Regions from separate parts of the Oncorhynchus mykiss genome. Here region 2 is linked to region 1. The links are chromatin contacts, called in public Hi-C maps. All regions are on one chromosome and are shown on one strand. The core of a region is the stretch at or near the end of the contact, and the rest is flanking DNA. Distances in the headings are between cores, read along the strand shown. Region 1 holds the start of adat1 (tRNA-specific adenosine deaminase 1). Region 2 holds the start of LOC110494342 (peptide deformylase, mitochondrial).

Region 1 (4,780 bases), core at 1,195-3,694:
GGCCAGACGGAAGCCAATCCTCAGTAAAAGGCACATGACATTCCGCTTGGAGTTTGACAAAAGGCACCTAAAGGACTCTCAGACCATGAAAAACAATCTTCTCTATTCTGATGAAACCAAGACTGAACTCTTTGGCCTGAATGCCAAGCATCACATCTGGAGGAAACTTGGCACCATCCCTATGGCGAAGAATGGTGGTGGTAGCATCATGCTGTGGGATGTTTTCAGCTGCAGGGACTGGGAGACTAGTCAGGGTCGAGGGAAAGATGAACGGAGAAAAGTACAGAGATCCTTGATGAAAACCTGCTCCAGAGCACTCAGGCTGGGGTGAAGGTTCACCTTCCAACAGGACAACGACACTAAGCACACAGCCAAGACAATTCAGGAGTGGCTTCAGTTCAAGTCTCTGAATGTCCTTGAGTGGCCTAGCCAGAGCCTAGACTTGAACCCGATCTTACATCTTTGGAGAGACCTGAAAATAGCTGTGCAGCGATGTTCCAGATCTTGAGAGGATCTGCAGAAAAGAATGGGAGAAACTCCCCAAATACAGGTCTGCTGAGCTTGTAGCGTCATACCCAAGAAGACTCAAGACTTACGTAAATGGGATATTATTATTTTTTAAATCATTTGTAAACATTTCTAAAAACCTGTTTATGCTTTGTAGTTATGGGGTATTATGTGTAGATTGATGAGTGAAAAAAACTATTTTATCCATTCTAAAATTAGGCAGTAACGTAACAAAATGTGGAAAAAGTCAAGGTGTGTGAATACTTTCCAAATGCACTGTATATCAGGAAAATATGCAGTCCATAAGAAACCGCAACAGATAATTTAAGATACTAATTGCATAAACAAGGTAACGGGAGTATAGTACAGTAATAAACTCATCTCATTAAAACAACACTTCTATATGTTATGATTATGCTACCATAATCGTTCCATTAACTCAGGTGATCTGAAATTCACCAATGTGAAAAAGGACACTTTTGGAGCCTATAGTGGTTGTTTAGAAATGTTATTTCTGGCCAAGTCAGGATATTAAACTGAGGACCTTTAGGTCCATTCTTCCACTTCCTCAAACATAGCAAAAACATAATTGTCATTGTTTTTCAGCTTATCATGATGAATAATAAACACATATTATGAAGAAGCCTCAATAGCATTTTTTAAATGTTTTTCCTAATTTCTTCCTCCTTTTTCTTCTACCCCCTTTCTTCCCCTTCTTTCTCGCACTTAACATATTATTGTTCCCCAGCTCCACCAGAAGCAACGCCAGGACAGTGGGTTCGATTCCCTGGACCATGCATACATAAAATGTATACACGCATGACTGTAAATCGCTTCGGATGAAAGCTTCTGCTCAATGGCATATATAGTATTATTATAATATATTGCACCGTAAACTATTTGCTGTACATTGTGTCACAGTAAAATGGTGGTCCATTCTACTCAGGAGATTTTGTCAGGCGCTATACTTTTGCTATGTTCCGTGTTTTTTGGCACGTTATTGTTCTTATGTGCTGTCATTTTTGGACCGGAATTAAAGTGCGCCTGTTTATTACACTCTGCTCTCCTGCACCTGACTTCGCCTCCCGTACACACCCCTGACAAGTGTTGTAGAGACTGGTGTCCTTCTGGCAGGTTCTACAATCTCAGCCAAGGAACTGTAGTTCTGTCATAGTGGTCAGTGGGTTCCTGGAGAACACTGTGCTCTTGGAAACGTTCAACACTCTATAAATAGCTTTATACCTTTCTGCAGATATAAGCCTCCTCACAATTATATCTAAGAGTTCTACAGACTGTTATTTGGACTTCATGGTATAGTTCCTGCTCAGACATACACTGTCAACTGTGAGACCTTATATAGATAGGTGTTTCTTTCTAAATCAAGTTGTTGTGACATCTCAATGATGACTAAAGAAAATTGGATGTACCTGAGGTTAATTTGGAGTGTCATCATAGCAAACGGATGTGAATACTTATATAAATTAGATATTTCTGTAACACAACACCATTTTTAAATAAGTCAAGGGGTATGAATAATATGAAAAAACAATTGGCCACTCTTTAAGGGCCACAAAATGAGCAGAGTCTCTCCTTGGGGTGTAAACTCTGGATTTGGAAACTAGAAGTGCTCCTGAGTAGAATGGACCCCATTTTTACTGCAATACAATGTACAGGAAATTGTGTAGAGTCCAATAAATTATAGAAGTATATACAGAAAAAACATCGTTGACCATTTAGGCTTGAAAAAATAAACAAATGAATCACATACCTTGTAGAAATACTTAAAATTATTTGTATGATAACTACAGGTCTATCGATAACTGTACACATTTTCGCCCTAATTATTCATTTACAAAGTATACAGGATTGGACTCTTATTCTGAAGGATTCCATATATCCGTGACCTGGAAGTGATTAGCTATTCTTGCCTGCTTCACACGGAGCATGTCTTGTGTGCAAATAAGAATGTGTGTAATGCAATGAATATTGGCTGTATCGTTGAAATACATATACAAGAGAGACTACGAATAACCGTGTTTTATTCACTTTACGTACCTTCACAACAGGCTGCTGCCACCATAGTTAACCAGATAGCTAGTTTGTTTAAAACTCGCTGCAATATGTGGACCGCCGATGAGATTTCCAAACTGTGCTACCAGCGCTTTAGCGAGTTGCCCAAGAGAGGAAAGCCCGAGCCGGGCAGAGAGTGGACGCTTTTGGCCGCCGTAGTAAAGTGTTCAGTGTCCCCGAATCAAGAGAAAGGTGATATATAAATGCATGTCGTTAGCTTTGCGTCATCCCCTTCAGTTCATGTTAATACAAATATTGTACTTGATTTTTCTACCAGAGTGAATGTCAGTACAATAAAGGCTGTTTTATCTCCTTCACAGTTGAGGAGGTAGTGTCATTGGGAACTGGCACTAAGTGTATTGGGCGCTCAGCCATGAGCTCAAAGGGTTGGTATACCTACACAGCCCCACACATACACACACACACTTTATCTTTCACACACACACACACAAGGCATAGACAGGTAGTGGCTCACTCACTTTCTCGTCCAATCAGGAGATGTGCTCAATGACAGCCATGCAGAAGTCATTGCCAGGAGGGGTTGCATTAGGTGAGAGTGTGTCATGCATGAGAGCAAGACCTGTTGGTAACATTTGTTTGTGTGTATGTATGTTTCACCCATAATAACATACGCCTACTTTGTTTGTGCAGGTATCTGACTGAGCAGCTGCGGATGGCAGTATGTGGGCAAGGCAGCACTGTGTTCTGTCAGGGAGAGGAGATGGGAAAGTGGAAGGTGCAGTCAGGGGTGTCTTTCCTGTTCTTCACAAGTCACACACCATGTGAGTTTGGTTGTTTGACATTTTGTTGTTCATGAGAACTATAGGCCTTATAGTCCCAGTCAGTATTAAAGTCCAGGTAGCAGATAATGGACCCCATCAGATATTTATGTAATTGGTGCTGTATATTTACGCAATAAGGCCCAAGGAGGTGTGATATATGGCCAATATACCATGGCTAAGGGCTGTTCTTGAGCGCAACGCAGAGTGCCTGGATACAGCCATTAGCAGTGGTACATTGGACATATACCACAAACCCCCAAGGTGCCTTATTGCTATTATACACTGGTTACCAAAAGTAATTAGAACAGTAAAAAGTTACAAATCATACCTGTGGTATATGGTCTGATATTGAAACTTTATTTAAATAGGCAAGTCAGTTAAGAACAAATTCTTATTTACAATGACGGCCAAACCCTGGTGACGCTGGGCCAATTGTGCGCTGCCCTACGGGACTCCCAATCACGGCCGATTGTGATACAGCCTGGATTCGAACCAGGGTGTCTGTAGTGATACCTCTAGCACTGAGATGCAGTACCTTAGAGGCTACTCGGGAGCCCAAAATACACCACGGCTTTCAGCCAATCAGCATTCAGGGCTCAAACTACTCCGTTTATAATAACTAGTATACATGGGTTCTAGCTTGAAAAATTACCAAGACTGCCAGAAAGGCCCAAACGCAAGATCGCAATTTTGATGACTCACACGGTGAGCTTACCGAAGCATACTGTACATGGTAAACTGGTGCGCACCAAATTGTACTTCACGTTTTAGTATGGGAAACGGCTGTGAGGATTTTGACAAAATTCACAACATATTGACACAATTACAATCTTTATAGAATAAAATGTAATTGAATCAATTACATGTTATGAGTGAACATTATCAAGCCAGCAGCAGATGAAACAAAGTGAATTATCTCCCTGGTTTTAGCTTGCTGTCTAGATGGCCAGCTTTAGGATATTTACTAGCCCATACCAGTGACAAACTTGGATATGTTATCAACGTATGGCAGTACACATACAAAATCTAGCTCACTTATTTTGCCAGCTAGAAAGGAAACAGACAACTAACTAGCTCCCCCGGCGCCACAGACACCATCCAACGAGCCATCCACACACAGAGAGCCCAAGTGCAGACAGCCAGCGGCTTCTTAAACACAACTCATGCAGCAAGCTCCAGAAATGCACTTGTCCCATTGAGCAAAATCCACAATCCACCCCTCTAAAGAGAACCTGGCTCCTTTCTCCGAAATGCCACCAGATCTATGATTGAATACATGGCTGACGCATCTCTGTTTAGCCCGACATCTACGTAGACACACAATATTTCGGCCACAGGGCTCTTTACAAAAACATTGACCTCCATCGTGACCAAATCTACTCTTTTCCAATAGTACAAGCCTATCTATAGCTCTCAGCCAG
Region 2 (4,780 bases), core at 1,444-3,943, 210 kb after region 1:
CCTTACAGATAATTGTATGTGTGGGGTACAGAGACGAGGTAGTCGATTAAAAATAATGTAAAACACTATTATTGCGAACAGTGAGTCTATGTAACTTATGTGAATTGTTAAGCACATTTTTACTCTTGCCATGAAATGTGGTTGAATACTTGACTTGAGACGTTTCAGCTTGTCATTTTTTATTAATTTGTAAAAGTAAAAAAATAAACCTAATTCCACTTTGACATTATGGGACATTGTGTGTAGGCCAGTGATGACACTCAATCCGTTTTAAATTCAGGCTGTAACACAACAAAATGTGGAATAAGTCAAGGGGTGTGAATACTTTTAAGGCAAAGTACGTGTTGCCTTCAATTCAAAATACCCTTAATTTGTAATAATATATACATTAGCTTTAGCCCAGCCAGGGATTAAAAGTGAAGTGCCAAACTCTTGTATATTTTTCTATTTTGGGCTCTTGGTAGGTCCTTAAATTTGATTAGATCTGGAGCCTTAAACTTATGTTAGGAGAAACCAGTGAGAAATTAGGAGAAACCAGTGATTAAATGTTGCAGGTCAAGATTTAAGGTAATACTGCCAAATGTGGTTTGAGGTTAAGGTGTTTGTTTTCATTATTTGTTATTTTTTCTGCAGATATTTGAATTAAAATGGGATTTAAAATAGGAACAGATGTCTCTCGTGCTGTGCTCTTTAGATGTTGATGTTTAAATGTAGGATACTACAGCATATAAAAGCTTTTCAGTTTTTTCTTTACTTCCAACATTCTGCAATATTTTCTCTTTGGTCAGCCATCTGGTGGCACCACAGTTTAGTCAATATTTCAGTTCCTTTAAAAATGTTCACACAAATTAAACAACTTGCAAGATAATTGAATATTCATCCAGACTATAAATCTGCCTTCATAAATACATTATTTATTATTACGAATTTACAGTTTAATCAGTCAAAGGAAAGGTTTCAGAATGGTCTTATCTGCTGCCATGTTATGTCCAAGAACTGTCTTTAAGTGCTGTGGGTCAATCAGGGTGACTAGGTTTGTTTGAAACGGCTACTCATTCTTTGCTGCCCAGTTCACGTTAATGAATGTTTTACTGTCCATGCGGTCAATGTATAGGACTCCATCCAAGTGATCCATCTCATGCTGTAGGATGCGTGCGGGCCAGCCGCTCACTTGCCAGGTCACAGGCTCTGCCTTCTCATTCAAGCCTTTGACACAAAAAATGTAAACATTAATAAAAAAAACAAACGCATGCCTAATTAATTTGATGTTGACCAGCCATGGGCCGAGAGATTTAGGTTAGATGGCTGTTTCGGGTACATTAAATCTGGGGTGTAATCATTACTCCAAACAGTTGCAAAACATAACTTGATTTTTTTTTTGCTGCTCTCTGGAACACGTTACTTATCTCACCTGAGACTTCCACAGAGAGGTAGCGTGGAACAGTGGCCGAGAACCCCGAGATGCTCTCACAGGCTTCCTGGAACAGAACTGTGCGTCCATCTAGGACTCGCAGCTGTGGGTTGATAAAGATCCGCAGAGGCACAGTGGTCAGACCGCGGGCTTCACGTGCAGCAGGCAAGCTGTCCTCCAACATGCGCTCTGGGAACTCCAGAGCTAAGATACGAAGTGGCACTCCAACTTGAGGTGCACTCAGTCCCACACATTCAAATTTCCGCATCACCTTTACCATGCTGTGGATCACCGCCTGAACCTCCGGACCCTGTACTGCCCCAGGGTCCACCGCTGCAGCCTTGGCTCGCAGCACCGGTTCACCCACTTGGCAGACATGGGGGTATGGAGGACTTGGTGGGGGCTTGATCTTCCGCTTCATGTACTGTAGGTAGGAACGAACCTTGATGTTTGTAGAATAAGACCGGTTGGGGGACATGCAGACAGGGACTACCCAGCCAATGGATCCAGTGGAATGGGGCCGTGGGGCTTTTGAAATACACATTCTGTAAGCACGAGTCAACAGCGCTGAAGAGCACACAGTTATATTCATGTCTGGGTTCAATCCTGGCACTAGTCAGTCTGCTACAGTCCTGCAGGAGACAAGGAAAAGACTGTAATGAAGGAAGTCAACAACTTAAATATGGTCAACAACAAATTGGTGTTGGGCAAAGATTGGTATAGATGCACATAAAAAATGGCCAGTTTACCAAATCAATATGTTGTGACCCGGGTATGACCAAAATAATTTCACATTATCACATGACAAGTTTACATGTTGAGCAGCTAACCTAGCTAGTAAGCTAATAGCTACAGCAGTTAGTTAGCTCACTGCACACGATACTGAAACCACGCAAATACAATGAACTCGAGTATCCTATCCCATGCAAGTGTTACACGTTTCCATAACATAAAACGTTTATTATATTGATTGCAGTAGCAACAGCGATGCCATTCTAATACTGTAGTTTATAAATTCATAAAAATACACACGAGCGTGTAATGCCTTGAAGATAATCACTTCCTGGTCAATTATTTCGTCAGGTCTTCAAAATAAAGGTTCTTTATTGTGGAAACGTGAATATATATATATTTTTAATCTAACCTTTATTTAACTAGGCAAGTCAGTTAAGGGGGTAAATATTGATTAACATATAATAATTTGTGCTGTATTGTACGCCTACCTACCATATTTTTATCGGTTGTGTTTTGTACATATGTAGCAGGTTCCCTTGAATACTTCATTTTGACAAATTCTTTACGGTCCTGGCCCGGAAGTATTTGGCCGTGTTTTATTGGCTGTCAGTATGTTGCGTTCAAAACAACTGGAAGGTCTGTCAGATCATGACGACAGTGACCTTCATTTCGGAACGTGATGACGCGTATGCCGACCGGCTTTTATGGGCAGACAAGGGATGCATTTATTTTATATAGTAAACATCCATCAATGATTTGGTTATTTATTATTTATAATAAAACCAACCGTTTTAAATGCACAGTGGTAATCCGATGTCTTATTCAAGCTCAGCTTGCAAGCCTATCATGATGTTTGCCCTTTTCATAGTTACTTGTCTTAACCAGTGGTTATTTAGCGTGTAAATGTTGGTGGGGCAAACTCCCCCAATTTTTTTTAGATGCATGCCAGCAAAGCCACTAAACAACACAACATTAACAATACGTTAATTGCACTATAACGGTGACAAACAGTGCCCACAAACTGTTATGGCCTATGTAACAGGGTTATATTGGTGATTCCCCTTGCCACTTTATTGTTAAGCCAATGGGTTTTTGGTTTGAGTTTGTCTTGCCTTCACCTACTCAACATGGCATCTTATTGGCTGGTTTGCGTAGCTTGCTTACGGTTGGTTGCAAAGCACTGTACATCAAAAGTGATTTTTATACGCTCAGGTGATGATTTAAATGTACAATTTATATCAAATTGTTTGTAAATGTTATTCGAACATCACACATAAGATGCAGCGGTTTTTGGAGAATATTTGTTGTGCATTTTGTTGTAAAGAATTCCCGCCAGTACTAGCTAGCAACTTACTGTGTCTGGTGGGGGGGGTTCATATATTTTGTACAGTGCATGAGTGCAGAGTTGGATGGTGAGACGTGCATTGCATGACGTGCAATTTTGTGTCGTTCTTATCAGAATAAATCTACATGACTGGTGCTACATGTTGGAGTTCCGTGTCGATGACTGATTGTACACAACGCAAGAAGAGTACTGTTACACCTACATAAAACTGTCCCAACAGCAGAGCTTTCTTTTTTTTTTCACTACACCTGGCAGGCTTCCTGCTTTGCAGAGTTGCAAAGAAAAAGCCATATAAAACTAAAAGACTAAGATGGGCAAAAGAACACAGACCTGTGAGCCCCAGTCTCTTTTCTGCTCCCCACACACTACATCCAGCTCCAAAAGTTTTTAAGACATTTTAAACTGGAAAAAGAGGCAGTCACGGTTTTAACTAAACAAGGGTCTCTTCTCTCTTGTGCAGGAGCGGGAACCAGTTTGTCCAGTGTGTGGGCATGCTACAGGCGAACCCACAGCGGTTTGGCGCAACATGGCCAATCCTGTTCTGCTGAACCGGCACCGGGACCTGTCCTGGATGGTCGCCCATGAGATCTTCCCAGTCAGGGCCGTTATGCACTCCCGGGGCATGGCGAGGACACCCGCATGCCCCCGACCAGGCTGCGGCCAAGATGAGTCGGTGAAATACTTGCTCTGGGAGTGCAGAGCCGCCAAGGACCTGTGGAAGGAATCAGACCCCCGGATCTCCTTGTGTCTGCCAGCAGGGGACGATCTAACGTCCCAGTGCTGTATGGGGTGGGCCGAAGGCCTATTCCGCCAAAGGCCTTCACCAAGCTTTGGCCCACCCTCACGTGTCTGAAGGAAGCACTGTGGTCCTCCCGCAACCTGCTGGTAGCAAAATGAGTAGAGACCACCCCCCAGGCTGGGGCCATGATAGCCACGGAAGCCCTGGGATGGTACAGATGAAAGGAGGCCTCGACCCCCAGGCGAAGGGTCCACCACAACACCCAAGGTCCCAGCGGTCACTGCCTGACCGCTGCGGTGCCTAGGGCGATGCGCCTAGGGCAATGCGCCTAGGGGAGGGATCTCCTCTGGGCCCCGAAGGACAGGACGGTTATTGATTCGGAAGAGCAGGAGGAGGCAAGTTGATAAGGACTCACCCCGTTCCTGTACAAAGGACCAAAGACAGCTTTTTAACAAAGTGACTTTTTTAACATGTTTTCATGTCTTTAAAAAATATATTTTGTACACATTTTAAATGGCTTTTAAATATTGGATGTTTTACAGGAAAAAAT

What was found. Hi-C and Micro-C count contacts between places; a contact is called where the count stands out from the background.
Region 2: a Hi-C map of liver shows a contact between it and region 1, with 3 times the contacts expected there. A contact is called at or near these places in 2 of 3 Hi-C or Micro-C datasets (blood and liver).

The regions. Positions count from the first base shown.
Region 1 is chr2:66,432,036-66,436,815 of USDA_OmykA_1.1, forward strand. It overlaps adat1 (tRNA-specific adenosine deaminase 1), which reads left to right and starts at 2,445. Exons shown (of 9, transcript XM_021569157.2): 1 at 2,445-2,769; 2 at 2,898-2,963; 3 at 3,073-3,127; 4 at 3,229-3,359. The coding sequence starts at 2,487.
Region 2 is chr2:66,640,896-66,645,675 of USDA_OmykA_1.1, forward strand. It overlaps LOC110494342 (peptide deformylase, mitochondrial), which reads right to left and starts at 2,694. Exons shown (of 3, transcript XM_036953795.1): 1 at 2,639-2,694; 2 at 1,412-2,043; 3 at 167-1,206. The coding sequence starts at 2,003. The coding sequence ends at 1,049.